Regions from separate parts of the Gossypium hirsutum genome. Here regions 2 and 3 are each linked to region 1. Evidence: chromatin contacts called from public Hi-C data. All regions are on one chromosome and are shown on one strand. Each heading gives the region's core, a stretch centred on a gene start, on an enhancer-like site or on the middle of the called end of the contact. The rest is flanking DNA. Distances are from core to core; before and after follow the strand shown. Region 1 holds the start of LOC107947743. Region 2 has its middle 16 kb from the start of LOC107945895. Region 3 has its middle 79 kb from the start of LOC121231746.

What was found. A called contact is a pair of places that touch in the nucleus more often than the background predicts.
Region 2: a contact with region 1 is called in a Hi-C map of leaf, with 2.7 times the contacts expected there. The contact joins the enhancer-like site here to the promoter of LOC107947743 in region 1. A contact is called at or near these places in 2 of 34 Hi-C or Micro-C datasets (both in leaf).
Region 3: a contact with region 1 is called in a Hi-C map of leaf, with 2.1 times the contacts expected there. The contact joins the enhancer-like site here to the promoter of LOC107947743 in region 1. A contact is called at or near these places in 3 of 34 Hi-C or Micro-C datasets (callus and leaf).

Annotation. Positions count from the first base shown.
Region 1 is chrA06:91,968,336-91,973,033 of Gossypium_hirsutum_v2.1, forward strand. LOC107947743 reads left to right here and starts at 3,438. Exons shown (of 2, transcript XM_016882274.1): 1 at 3,438-3,491; 2 at 3,536-4,698. The coding sequence starts at 3,438.
Region 2 is chrA06:91,737,317-91,741,698 of Gossypium_hirsutum_v2.1, forward strand. No RefSeq gene overlaps it. Among protein-coding and RNA genes, the nearest start is that of LOC107945895, 16 kb to the left of the region's middle. Within about 2 kb of position 1,770, at least 1 of the 9 cell types and tissues checked has an H3K27ac peak or open chromatin away from gene starts, as enhancers often do. A contact at or near this core is called in leaf, where this site is marked.
Region 3 is chrA06:92,216,612-92,221,189 of Gossypium_hirsutum_v2.1, forward strand. No RefSeq gene overlaps it. Among protein-coding and RNA genes, the nearest start is that of LOC121231746, 79 kb to the right of the region's middle. Within about 2 kb of position 1,795, at least 1 of the 9 cell types and tissues checked has an H3K27ac peak or open chromatin away from gene starts, as enhancers often do. A contact at or near this core is called in leaf, where this site is marked.

The sequences.
Region 1 (4,698 bases), core at 2,188-4,687:
AAAAATGAGAAAACAAGGAGAGGTTATGTTGAAACATTCCCATTTCTTTTTGTTTTTTGGGTGATTTTGGGTGAATGTTGCCGGCACCACTTTGTCCAAAAAATTAGTTTTTAATCAGATATAGGGGGTGCCGGCCATCAATGTGCCAGCATATATATATATATGGTGCCGACTATTTAGTGATAGGAGAAAGGGTTAACAGTCAGTTAGTTAGCTAGTTAACTAATAGTTTGTTAGTACGTCCTTCCACCTTGTATTAAATACCCGGATGATTCACTAATGAAAGTAAGTCAGTTTATTGAGGTTTTCACTCCCATGTGTTAGTATCTTGACATGGTATCAAGAGCCATAATTTTTTTCTTGTTCTCTTTTTGATTTCATTTGTTCATGGCTACTGACGATTCTCTTCCCAGTGATACACCGCAGCATTCTTCCAACACTGAAGGAGTGGGTCAGAGCAATGTTTCTTTATCAAATGCTTAGTATTTCTCTAAGCATGATACAGTCAAACTCATTGAACGCAACTACCTACTGTGGAAGCATCAAATATTGTTGATTCTTGAGGATTATGAACTTGATGGGTTTGATCTTGGCACAGTTACCAGTCCGCCTTCTGTTCTTCCTGGACCTAATGGACAAGTTGTTTCTAATCCTTTGTTTCTTCTTCATAAGAAGCAGGACAAATTCCTGGCTTCTTGGCTTCTTTCTACAGTAACCGATGATGTCTTGGTGCATCTCACGATGGCCAAAACAAGTTCTGAAATCTGGACAGCTATTGAGCGGCGGTTTGGTGCTAAATCTACCGTCAAGATCTCTAGCATGCGGCATGCTTTGTATTCCATCAAGAAAGCAAATCTTTCAATAAAAGATTATTTGGGCAAAGTAAAGAGCTTAAGTGACAGTCTGGTTGCTGCTGGAAGTCCTGTACCTGAGCAAGAGCAGGTCAGTATTGCTCTCGCTGGACTCTCTATGGAATATGAATCTATTCGTATCCTAGCCTCGGCTACTCCTATGTCACTAGATCTCTTAACTGAACTGTTACTTGATTGTGAGACACGACAACTGGATAGTTTAACAGAGGTACCACCGCAAGCAAATATGGTGTCTCATAAAAAACAAAGTAGTATTGAAAGTTCGGAGCATACCGAATCTTCAGGGACTTATCAACAAGAATATAAAACAAGTTATCGAGGGCATGGTCGTGGTTGGTCTCGAACCAGGGGCCGTACGAATGGTCGTGGTTGGTCTCGTTCCAAGCCCCAATGCCAATTATATGGGAAAATTGGACATTTAGTCCAGACTTGCTATCACAGATTTGATGAAAACTATTCTGGTGTTAACTCTAGTCATACTGTTTCTGTCAACTATCATCAGGTTGGAGATCAAGGCGCATCTTCTTGTTCTCATGGGTGTAGCTCTTGTTATCAGCCACTGTCATCGTGTTCTCATCAGCCTTCACGAACCTCGTTTGCTGATAATACTAACCAAGTATGGTATCCAGATTTTGGTGCGACAAACCATGTTACTCCAAATGTGACTGCTCTCACAAATGTTGTTCCTTATACAGGTATGAAACATGTGTCGATGGGGAATGATGTTTCAGTTCCTATTTCTAATGTTGGGAACACTAGTATGTTGGCTGGGTTTAGACTTTTGCGCCTACGAACTATTCTTCATGTACCAACTATATGCAAGAGTTTAATGTTTGTTGGGCAGTTTACAAGAGATAATGATGTTTACTTTGAATTTCATCCTTTTTTGTGTTTTGTGAAGGATATACAGACAAGGAAAACCCTCCTAGTGGGCCACATGTCTATATCAGTTCAATTTTTCTGGCTCATCTTCTCGTACAGATGGTACATCCTCACAGTCAGTCTCAGCGAATCTGTGTACAGCATAACAATTATCACTCCTGGAGTTGTGGCATCAAAGATTAGGACATCCTTGCTCGAGTGTCCTTAGAGTTTCTTTAGAAGATTGTAATATTCAGTTCAATAAAAATAGTATTACTTCTGTTTGTTCAGCTTGTCAACTAGGCAAAGCTCATAAGCTGCCTTTCAGCTCCTCTCGAACAGTGTATTCTTCACCTTTTGAACTAGTAACAACTGATGTTTGGGGTCCTTCACATGTCAAGTCCAATGGATTTCTTTACTATGTCTTCTTTGTGGATGTGTATAGTAGATACATTTGGGTTTATTTTCTCAAGTCCAAAGCTGAAGTTTTTCAATGTTTTCTTCAGTTTAATCAAATGGGTCGTGTTCAATTTGGTTACTCCATCAAAGCTCTTCAATCTGATGGCGGTGGGGAGTATTGATCGCTCTCAAAGGAGCTTGCTCGCCTTGGTATTCAACACCGGGTAACTTTCCCTCACACCTCGAAGTAGAATGGGGTGGCTGAAAGGAAGCATCGGCAAATTGTAGATGTGGGGTTAACTCTCTTAGCTCAGGCAGGCTTACCTCTAGAGTTCTGGTATTATGTTTTTTCTTATGATGTGCACTTGATTAACAGGCTACCAACACCTGTTTTACACAACCAAAGTCCTTATGATATGTTGTATCAAGTTAGGCCATCCTATTCGTACCTCAGGGTTTTTGGATGTGCTTGTTATCCCTATTTGAGGCCCTATCATCGACATAAGCTGGAGTTCAGTCCAGTCAATGTGTGTTTCTTGGAGTGGTGTCAAATCAAAAAGGGTATAGATGCATTGCCAGTTGTGGTAGGGTGTTTGTCTCCAGACATGTCACATTTGACGAGGCGTGTTTTCCTTTCAAACAGGATAGTTCATTTGGTTCTCTTTTCAGTCAGTTCAAAGTTTTCAGCATCAATCTCGCCTTCCAGTGGTGTTGGGTAATACATCTCCTCCTACTGTTTCTCCTCATGAGGAAGGGATTACTCCGGTGTCATACGATAGCATAAGCCAAACTGATAACTCGTCTGGGTCTTGACGTTCTCTCACACCACCAGAGTCAAGACACTCACCACCAGATTCAGGACACTCATCACACTCATCTGCATCTTTTGAACAGCATCTACTCCTGGGAAATACTCACCCGATGCAAACGAGATCTAAAAGTGGAATTTACAAGCCTAAAGTGTTCACGTCTGTTCTAGAAGATGAGGAACCTACCTCCATTACAGCAGCTCTCCTACATCCTGCATGGTCAGCAGCAGCGCATGCTGAATACAAAGCCTTACTTGCAAATCATACTTGGGACGTTGTGCCTTTACCTCTAGGTCGTAGATTTTCAAAATCAAACGTAATGCCGATGGTTCAGTGGCTCGGTACAAAGGACGGTTGGTAGTAAAAGGGTATCTCCAAGAAGCTAGGGTGGACTTCCAAGAAACCTTCAGTCCAGTGGTGAAACCAACAAACATTCGTGTGGTTCTAGCTCTTGCTGTCTCGATGGGCTGGTCTCTCAGACAGGTCGACATAAATAATGCCTTCCTCAGTGGCGATCTCCAAGAGGAGATTTATATGGAACAGCCAGCGGGTTTTGAAAAATAAAGAGATAACAATCAACCATTGGTGTGCCAGTTGCGCAAAGCTCTTTATGAACTCAAACAGGCACCTAGGGCCTGGTTTCACAAGTTAAAAGAATTCCTGTTGGTCACTGGTTTTGTTGCTTCTAAAGCCGAAAGTTCACTCTTTATTCAACACTCTGAATCACAGCTACTGTATGTGCTAATATATGTCGATGACATAATCGTTACTGGGACCAACTCTCAAACCATAGATGGCTTTGTTCGAAGACTTGATGCTCAGTTCTCTTTGAAAGACCTTGGCCAACTAAATTATTTTCTAGGTATAGAAGTCCAATATACCTCTACTGGAGTGTTTCTTAACCAAAGGAAATATGTTCTCGACCTCCTACAACAAGCAGGTATGGATAAGTCAAATAGTTTACCAACGCCCATAGTACCAACGTGTCAGCTGTCTGCTCATGAAGGGAATCCTGTTGATGATGCTCATCTCTATCGGAGTATCGTTGGGGCATTGCAGTATGTAGTGATAACTAGGCCCGATGTAGCCTTTGCTGTCAACAAGGTGTGTCAATTCATGCACCGACCTCTTGATGTGCATTTTAAAGCTGTTAAGAGGATCCTCCGTTATTTGCATGGAACACTGGATCATGGCCTGAGGTTCACAAAGTGCTCCAAGCTGTTACTCGAGGGATTTTCTGATGCTAGTTGGGGAGCTGACGTAGATGATCGCCGGTCCACGTCTGGTTATTGTGTGTTTCTTGGTAGAAATCTGGTCTTTTGGAGCTCGAGGAAGCAGCAGGTTGTATCACGTTCGACTGCAGAGGTTGAATACAGAAGTCTCGCCCATGTTATTGTAGAAATGGTGTGGATACAGTCGCTGTTAACCGAACTTTGTGTTTCTCACTACGGCAAAGCACTTGTATGGTGTGACAGCTTCGCAACCGTGGCCGTAGCAGGAAACCCAGTTCAACATTCTAAATTCAAACACGTCGAATTGGATCTCTTCTTTGTACGGGAAAAAGTTGCACAAGGCCTGTTCCAAGTTGGACACATTCCAAGTCAAGAACAGGTGGCTGACATTTTAACCAAGCCCTTGTCAGCAGTCCTGTTCAAAAAATTTAAAAGTCAACTTCGGGTTTCAGTCAATGAAGCTAATGCCGGGGAAAGGAAGCAAACAAGCTCGGGGCATGATAAGAGAAAAGGGTTAACAGTCAG
Region 2 (4,382 bases), core at 520-3,019, 230 kb before region 1:
TTATTGTTTCCATATTTGTTCACATTCCTTCTTTTATATTATACTAGTTTTCTTACTCAACAATGCATAGGTTTAGTTGTAGATATTAATTTTATTATTAATGATGGGTATTGAATCCACCAAAAACAAATCTTACACCTAAAAATAAAATATAACAATCTCACAATAAATGTTTTGATAGTGTTTGAATTTCTCACAACTAGTGCACTTTGTGACCAGTTCTACGCCCAACAAACTTGCAATTTTGCATAAAATTAAGGAAGGGGATTAAAGTATAATGAAATTAAATAGAAATAAGAACACAGTAAAATAATAAATAGAAATTGATTTTTTGAAATAAAATAAAATAAATTGAATTGATGAATGTTCCAATCTTGGGTAGGACGTCGATCTTAGTTCCAAAATTGATAACGGACTATGGATGTCTTATTGCTCACTGGTAAATTATTTATAATGATTGAGGATGCCTCAACCACCATTTCTTCTTTAATCTTAAATTAATTGTAGAACCACTAAATGATTAACTCTTACTAAACGACTGTCAATTTATTGATTGTCCATAAAAACCCCAAATCGATATGTTAACTATGGATTTAGAATTTTGAAGTCTCCTATCTATTTTTTACAAAATCAATATAGTGGTGCCAATCCCAAATTGTCAATTATTGTATCGATTTAAAGTTCTTATGCACAATTCATATTATTTCAAAAATTAAATTTTTTTTAAAAAAAAAAAGCCAAAGAAGAGAGAGTGAGAGACAAATGGAAGGCATCCAAATAGTTTTGTAAAAATAAAAATAAAAGGACCTTATAAAATTAAAAAGATTAGGTCCAAAATTTTGGACCTCAAATCATTAGCAGGAAGTGTGTGTATATTTTCAAACTATATAATCAGTGATCATTAACTATATAATCACCTCAAACAATTAGATTTTCTGAGCATTCACATTATCAACAATAATTTTAAGTCAGACTTCATTCAACCTATCAACACCCATGCCATCCTCCTCCAGTACCCTATTTATCTTCATTCTCCACTAATGACTTTGTTAGCTATGTAGTCTTCCTTTTCGCTTCAAATCATCATTCTCCTCTTTCATTTCTGCCAAATCTTATCCGATTTGGAATATGAGTTTAAAATTTTAAATTTTACTTAAATCCATTAGTATTTACAAATAGTTAATCCAAACTCATTTTAGGTCTACTTATATTATTTTTTTTAATGTAAATTTTAATAATTTTTTTAATTAAAATTTTATATAGCCATCTTAACATTTTCTAAGATATACATTACAGTTGCTTATGTATTACTATATATTTAATTTTCATATGTTATAAATTAATAATTTATAAAATTGGTGAGGAATCCACTTATACCGATATAAAACTTAAATGGTTTTACACTCTTTTGTAACTTTTTATACCGATATAAAATTTTAGATGCATGACCAATACAAACATATTGACAATTTCAATGGTTGGATAAATTACGGAATTGTGTAAAACCGCATAAGTTTTAAACTGATTTAAATGGATCCCTTTCTTATAAAAATAATATAATATAAAAAATTATAAAATTTAAAAAATGAATTAAATTCGACTAAACTCAAACCTTAAATATTCAAACCTAAATCCGATTAATATTTTATACGGACTTAAATTTTTACTAATCTAATTTTTCTGGCTTATTTCATCGTACCCCTCCAAAATTTGAACGGCACTTGAAGGACCTCGGGATCACCATAAAGCCCTCTTAGAGCTTCGATAGGCTAAGCCCATTTCACCAATACCAAGATCTGGATAGCCCGTATGAAACGAATTCCTCATACCCATTATCTTTCTAGCTTGTGACAATGATTCTGAATTTCCCATGGCTTGGCATTATGTCTATTAACTACATCATCTTCTTGTTTATTCTGTGATTGTTCATCCATTTGTTGTTGCTTCTTCTATGTATTCCCAGATTGTGCAACGAAATCAAGTCTCCTCATTGCATTGTCTGCATTAGCCATGAACATGTATCTATGAAATCCAAATCTTTTTTGTGGGATACTGAAACAGGAAGAGAAAGTGCTCTCACCGCAAAGCGAACCTTAAAATATCTCCTACATGGGTTTAAAAGTAGTCATTTTCTCCAAATTTATCTCTAAAGAGGAAAAATCTTAATTAAATTAATAAACTTTGATTTAGTGTATCTATGCATATTCCCTTTTTCACTTAATTTGTTGAATAATTAAACAATGAGATTGAATTTAACTAAAGATTTGGGAATGAGATTGTTACTCGATTTATGAGTTTGGTCTGCCGGAATTTTTATTTTACTCTCAAACTCGTTTTCAAAAATAAAAAAATATTTTAAAGTTGTTAAAATTTATGTTTTAGTTATTACTAAATTATTTAAAAGTTTCTGTGTAATTAAAAATTGTTATTGTATAACATTCTCTATTCGTATCGATTATACCAGCCGAAAGTTCTCATTTCCCTTTTTTACTTCAATTCATTTTTTTCACAAAACAACTTTGAACATTGTAAATCTGCAAACCAAAGTCTAAATAGCTTTCCTCTTATTTCTGACACAAATCGACTTGGACTTAAGACATGTTCTTTTACTCATCGATTTGCACTACTCAACCGTACCGATTGTCAAATCATCACTTGAAACTTGCTAGTCAAACTTTTTTTTTTAAAGAAAAAGCCTTAACAACTTAAATAAAAACTTTTAAACAGTATAGTGATCATTTTAAAATTTTTTAAAGTTGAGTGACTAAAACATAAATTTAATAATAATTTAGTGACCTTCAGAATATATTTGAACTAATTTCAAATTATAAGTAACAATTTTATTAAAAAAATAAAAGTAATATTATATCCTAAAAAAATTACTAATAATTAACCTGTAAATAACAAAAATATGAATTTCTTAATATATTTAATAAATTATTTTTTTCTCAGAATTTAATTAATTAAATGTATAAAAAAATAAAGTTCAAAAAGTATTACATTCATATTTCAAATATATATATATATATTGCATTTGAAAATTAAAGCGTGAGTGCTCCACAAATGTCAAGTTTTGTTGCTCAACACTTGGTGGCTTGGTTATTTAAAAGTCTAATTTTAAAACTAGTTTGTATGATAAATTTACAAATTATTTTTATATTTATTATCAAATTAATTTTTAAAATATATATCTGACCTATTAAAAAAATCTTGATATTTTTTAAAACTATTCTCAAACCTATAAAAATTTTAAAATGTTTTATATTTATTCTCAAATCTATAAAATTATTTTTTTTCTGAATTAATACATATAAATGCGATTTTTACATCAATAATATAAATTAAATATCAAAATAGGATAAGGGGATTAATATTCACGAAAAATAGGCAAATACAATAGTAAATAATTGATTTCGCCTGACCAATCGACGGCACCGCTTTCTTGTTAAAAAAAATTAAAATTTTTGGGTGCAGCCTGGCCAACCAACGACACTCGTATATAAAATCCAAAATAAGATTCTTTATAACAGTATACACATAAAAAGAAAAAATATTTTTTTATTGTTGTCGTTGATGTGTCAAGCAACACTCTATTATTTTTAATGAAATATTTTTTAAGTTGAAAAAATACACTGATATAATAAAATTTATCGGGTATTGAAACTCAAACCATAACTGACGAGTAACATTCGCGGCAACCCGATGCTGCCAGGTTGTCGGACGGGTCACACTCGCCTGCAGCACCGGGTTGCCACAGAAGTGACCCGTCAGTCATTGGTCCGAGTTTCATTACCCAAAAATTAAAATACCAGTGTTTTTTTCTTTTCAATTTAAAAAAAAAATATTTTATTATTTTATTATTATTTTTTATTATAAAAGGAGGTTGGTTTGGTCCCCCAACCCCCACACATCAGTTCTTGAGTTGAAGTGAAAAAAAAATTTGAAGCTCCTCCCCTCCCTCGTTCGAAAATTGCAATTAAATTTCTTCACTGGTATTTTAGAATGTTAGTACTAATTGTTTTGACATTTTAATTTTTTATATTACAATTTATTTTGTTTGCTATGGTTTAAAGAATAGTCAAAATTTTTTTCTTTTTAAATAGTTAGTTATTTTATTATAATTTTGTATATTTACTTTTGTTGTTATTTTATTAAGTTTTTTTGTTCTATTTTTGCAATTTCAAAAAAAAATGAAGAATCAATTTTTTGTAGCAATTCATTTTGATTGTGTTATTTTAGAAAAAACCGTTGGTTGTATTTTTGAAACTCGTCAAAAAATCAGAATGAGATCCGATAGGAATGTGTCCATCGGTGATATGAAAGAGAAGGTCAATAGAAAAATTTCCCAGCGTTGTAGAAGAAGGATGCTGAAACTATTTTAC
Region 3 (4,578 bases), core at 545-3,044, 250 kb after region 1:
AAAGAGGGTTAACTATATTTTTTTTACTTATATATATATGTGTTAGATCATAAGGATCAACTCGAGATCACCAATAGTAAAGTTAAATAGGCCTTTGAGATATTGTGGTGGAAGCAATAAAAATTTTGCAACAAAGAACACAGTGATTTATAGTGGTTTGGCCCCAATTGCCTACTCCACTACCTTAGCTCACTATAACTAAGGATTTTCCCAAATTTACTAATTTGACAACCTTTGAGGACAAGGTTTAACCTTACAGTCTCCTTTAAGATTTATACCCCAAAATCTTAATATATAACTCCCTTAAGGTTTCTACTCAAACCTTAAGAATCAACCCTCTCTCAAAGAGAAATAAATAAGCAAACAAAAAAATAATCCTTACAAGATCAGAATGTTTGCCAATTAAGCACAAATACAAAGAAGAACACTTGAGCTAAATGAATACAATGAAAGCTCACAAGTGTTTACAAGAAAATGTATGAAAGATTTAAACTCTAGGTTGTTTTGATTTATCTTTAAGCTTTGCATATTGCTCTTCTTGTTGCTAAATCTTTGGAAGATAGTATTTATACCCTCTAATTGATTTCCAACTGTTGTGGTTGTTGTAAAAGTGAATATAGCTATTAGGGATGAAATACCAGGTCATAAACTTCACATGTAGCTACGAGTATCGATACCTACTAAAACAGTATCAATATTTTTTGTAATTGATGCAAATTTTAATGACCGTTGGAGCAGGAATATCGATACCTGAGAGATTTATCAATACTTAGCAGAGGTTACAAATTCCAGAATGTCAATTTGGTATTAATTAACAGAGGGGTATCGATATCTTGTAGAATATCGATACTTAGACAAAAAGCATTGATACTTTTTATCCTGGAGCAATTCTAACTTGTTTGAAAATGATTAAAACATATTTGAAAATGTTTGACTCAATTGAAACCATTTTAACTTGATTTTATGAAATTGCTCAACTTTACTTTTATTCAAAAACACTTTAATTTGTTATATCAAAACATATTATCCAATAAGGCTTAGTTTAACAATATGTTATGTAATTTACATTATACGAAAGCTAGATAAATAATACTATAATGTAAATATTAAATAAAGTTAAATTATTAGTATTTAAAAATTTAATAAAATAAAATTTATATAAATTTATTAAATATTAAATATTAAATAAAAATTAACATAATTTTTTATTAAAAAAATTTTAAAAATAATATAATTGAGGGTAAACCCTAACTAAACTATGAAGTTACTAAAATATCCTTACTTTAAAGGTTAATAAATATTATTATAAGGTTAGTTTCAGCATTTTCATATTTTTATATAATTTTCAAAAAAAAATGGAAAACATTATTTAAGAATCAAACACTAATAAATTTATATAAAAAACTCTTGCCATTTTACTAATAGTCATTTAATCATATATTTTTATAAATGTACTGTTTTAATGTAAAATATTTTCATTCACCTCTATTATGGGTGTGATAAAATCTAATAATTAATTAGGATAACAACTATGTATATAGTTGTAATTTAAAAAATATATATGTAATATTATTACTATACATTGATATTGACCTGAACTAGCTTCACCTCAAACATAAACACCTCTCATATAGAAATATACAATTACCATGGTTCAAATCTAAATAGACATGTTTTTCTTTTTTTATATTTCTTAGATAAGATTGAAAAGGAGTGGATAAGTGGAATACAATATTTGGTTACTTTGTCCCTTTCTATCTCCCATTGTCTTTGGTGATATAAAAGAAATTTGGGGTATCACATTCTGATGCTATCATTTTGTTTTTAGATGTTGTTTGGCCCATCTTTCTTTTCTCTTACCCATCTTATTTTCCTCTCTTGTATTCCTATATTCACAACATGCAATTCATATTTTAATATAAAAAAATTATATATTTCAAGCTTTCAATTTTTTAAATATTATTTTACAATTTGTATTCGAGATTTATATTGTTTCTTCTAATGTCTCCCCTAAAAGAATAAAATATGCATTAATATTACCCAACATTTGAAAATATCTATCCAATTATTTCTATGTAAAGTTATATATCAATTCATGAAAATATTAGTTGGTAATGGGGATCAAGATGTAGAAAAGCATCATCATCCTCTCAATAAAGATGATTGGTCAGTGGTCAGTCTCATTATCATGAATACATTTTTGACCCCAAAATATCAGCGTGGATATTTCCACAGCTTTAGCCTTAAGTGCATAAAATATCTGGATAGTGAAAAATCACATCCACAACTAGAAATCCAATTTGTTTGGTCGCAAAAGAAAAAAAATATGCACATTGGCAAAAAAGTCATAACAGTAAAGAAGAGTGGCAGGAGTACTGTAAGAATGATCTCACCTAAATTATAAGTTGCGGTTAATGTTTTTTCCATCCTTCAATTATGTAGTTAAAAATTTGATTTTTAGGCATAAAAATAAAACATATTTAAATTAGATGTTTACTTATTTAAAAAGTAACTGTAGCGGAGAGAATAATCGTTGCTACTAAAATAGACACCATAATTCTAAAAAAAAAAAAAAAATCAACTTGAAAAAATAACCCAATTTCTTTTAACTAATCAAACATTTAATTTGAATAAAAAAAATCACTCTGACACTTATATTATTTTTTTATCAATTTTGGCTCTTGTTCTTTTATTATGTATATCTTGTTGCCTCAACTTAGATTTCGATTAAGAAAAAGATTAAGTCAACCAATAATAAACTATCACGTGTCAAAAAAATAAAAAAAAATTAAAATTTAAAAAAATTTAAAAAATTTAAAAATTTATCAAAAATCATAAAAAAAATCTGAACCCAAAAAATCTAAAAACTTAGAAAATCTATTTTTAAAAAATTGTAAAACTATTTTTAAAATTAAAAATATGCAAAACTTCAAAAAATCAATTCTCATAAAATTTAAAAGTGGGTCTGTTTAGAATTTTGGATTCTCTTTTTAATAAAAATATTATAATTGCATGAAAATTTTGAAGAATCTTATTTATTGAAAATTTTAGGGACTTTTTTCATTTGTTTAAAATTTTGATTTTTTTTTTACTGAAAATTACCATAAAATTCTTTAACAATTCTAAACAATTCTAAAATTTTCTAAAAAAACCTAAAATTCCAAACATAATTTTTATTTATTTTATTTTATGAATTTTAAATTATTTTTGAAGCTTTTCATATTTATAATTTAAAAAATATTTTTTATGATTTTCAGAAACAAATATTTTTAAATTTTTATAATTTTCTAATTTTTAAGATTTTGGGTTTTTTCTCGAACTTTATTATTTTCAGTTACATTCTAGTGTTTTTGATATTTTAAAAATTTGTAAGTATTTTTTTACTTTTTCTTGACAATTGGCAATGTGTCATTGGCTTATTTAAAATTTTTAACGAATATTTGGGTTGGGGCAATGAGGATTACAGAATAAAAGTATAGAGCCAAACTAATAAAATTAGTAAAAGTACAAAAGTGATAATTTAACTATAATACATATGCGAAATGGTATTAAGAAAAAAAGCACGAAGGTCATATAATTAGCCTTATAATTAGTATAGTGCAAGCGCACTCTAATTGGGATATCTTTAGATTGGGAAACCAAGGTTAGGTAGTAAGTCTGGAAAGATTCACAATTTTCAATCCTTACCATATTACCTTGATTGTAAAAGAAATAAGACAATTGCATGAGTGATTCTATTTAAAAGACTAGACAGATGTATGTGGGCAACCCTCAAAGGAAGGATTTAACGCATAGATAGAGTGACAAGGGAACTATTAATGTTGTGTTTTATACGAGCAATGACCTTATAGAGAGCCATTAATTTCTTGCATACTTAATTCAAAAGATAAGTTGATAGGTAACATCATTGAGAAGAAGCATATTTTTTTATTCTCGATGCACTAGTCACTCAAACCAATATTGGACGGCATTCACATACTAAGAGATTAGATTAGATGCAGTGAAACCTTAATGTTCAAATGATGTCTACGAAAGTAAAGCATAAAGAGTAAATTTTGAGTGTGTGTAAAGTATAATAAGTTGACTAAGTATAAGAATTCTTTGAGCAAGATTATAATGCCCCGGTTCTGAAGGGCATAAGGTCTGACGTGGTCTTTGAAATTGGTGAATTGGTAATTACCCAAATGCTATTTTTGGTGTATAACGAGGACGGACATAGTTGTGTGTTCAGGATGTTGAGAGTTCCATACCAAATCATTGTGTTTTGATAGAAGAATGATGGAGTTAGGTAAATAGATACTAAAGGTATGAGCCCACGCCAAAAGTGGTACACCCTTTTCCCGTGGTACTGTACAAGTTATGTTAAAAAGGTAAATTGGTTAGGAACTAACTGAGCGAGAACTAATATAGTTAAAAGTAAAAAGGGAAAGTACTCAATTAGTTTCTTCAGAAGTTGTAGATCCTTGATAAGACAAGATAGTAGTGATGTGACATTTGTCAAGTTCTAGTAAAAACTTGGACTATATTAATAGGTCTTCAAGTTGAAATAAAGGGAGATATTTTCTTTTCTTTTGAAAA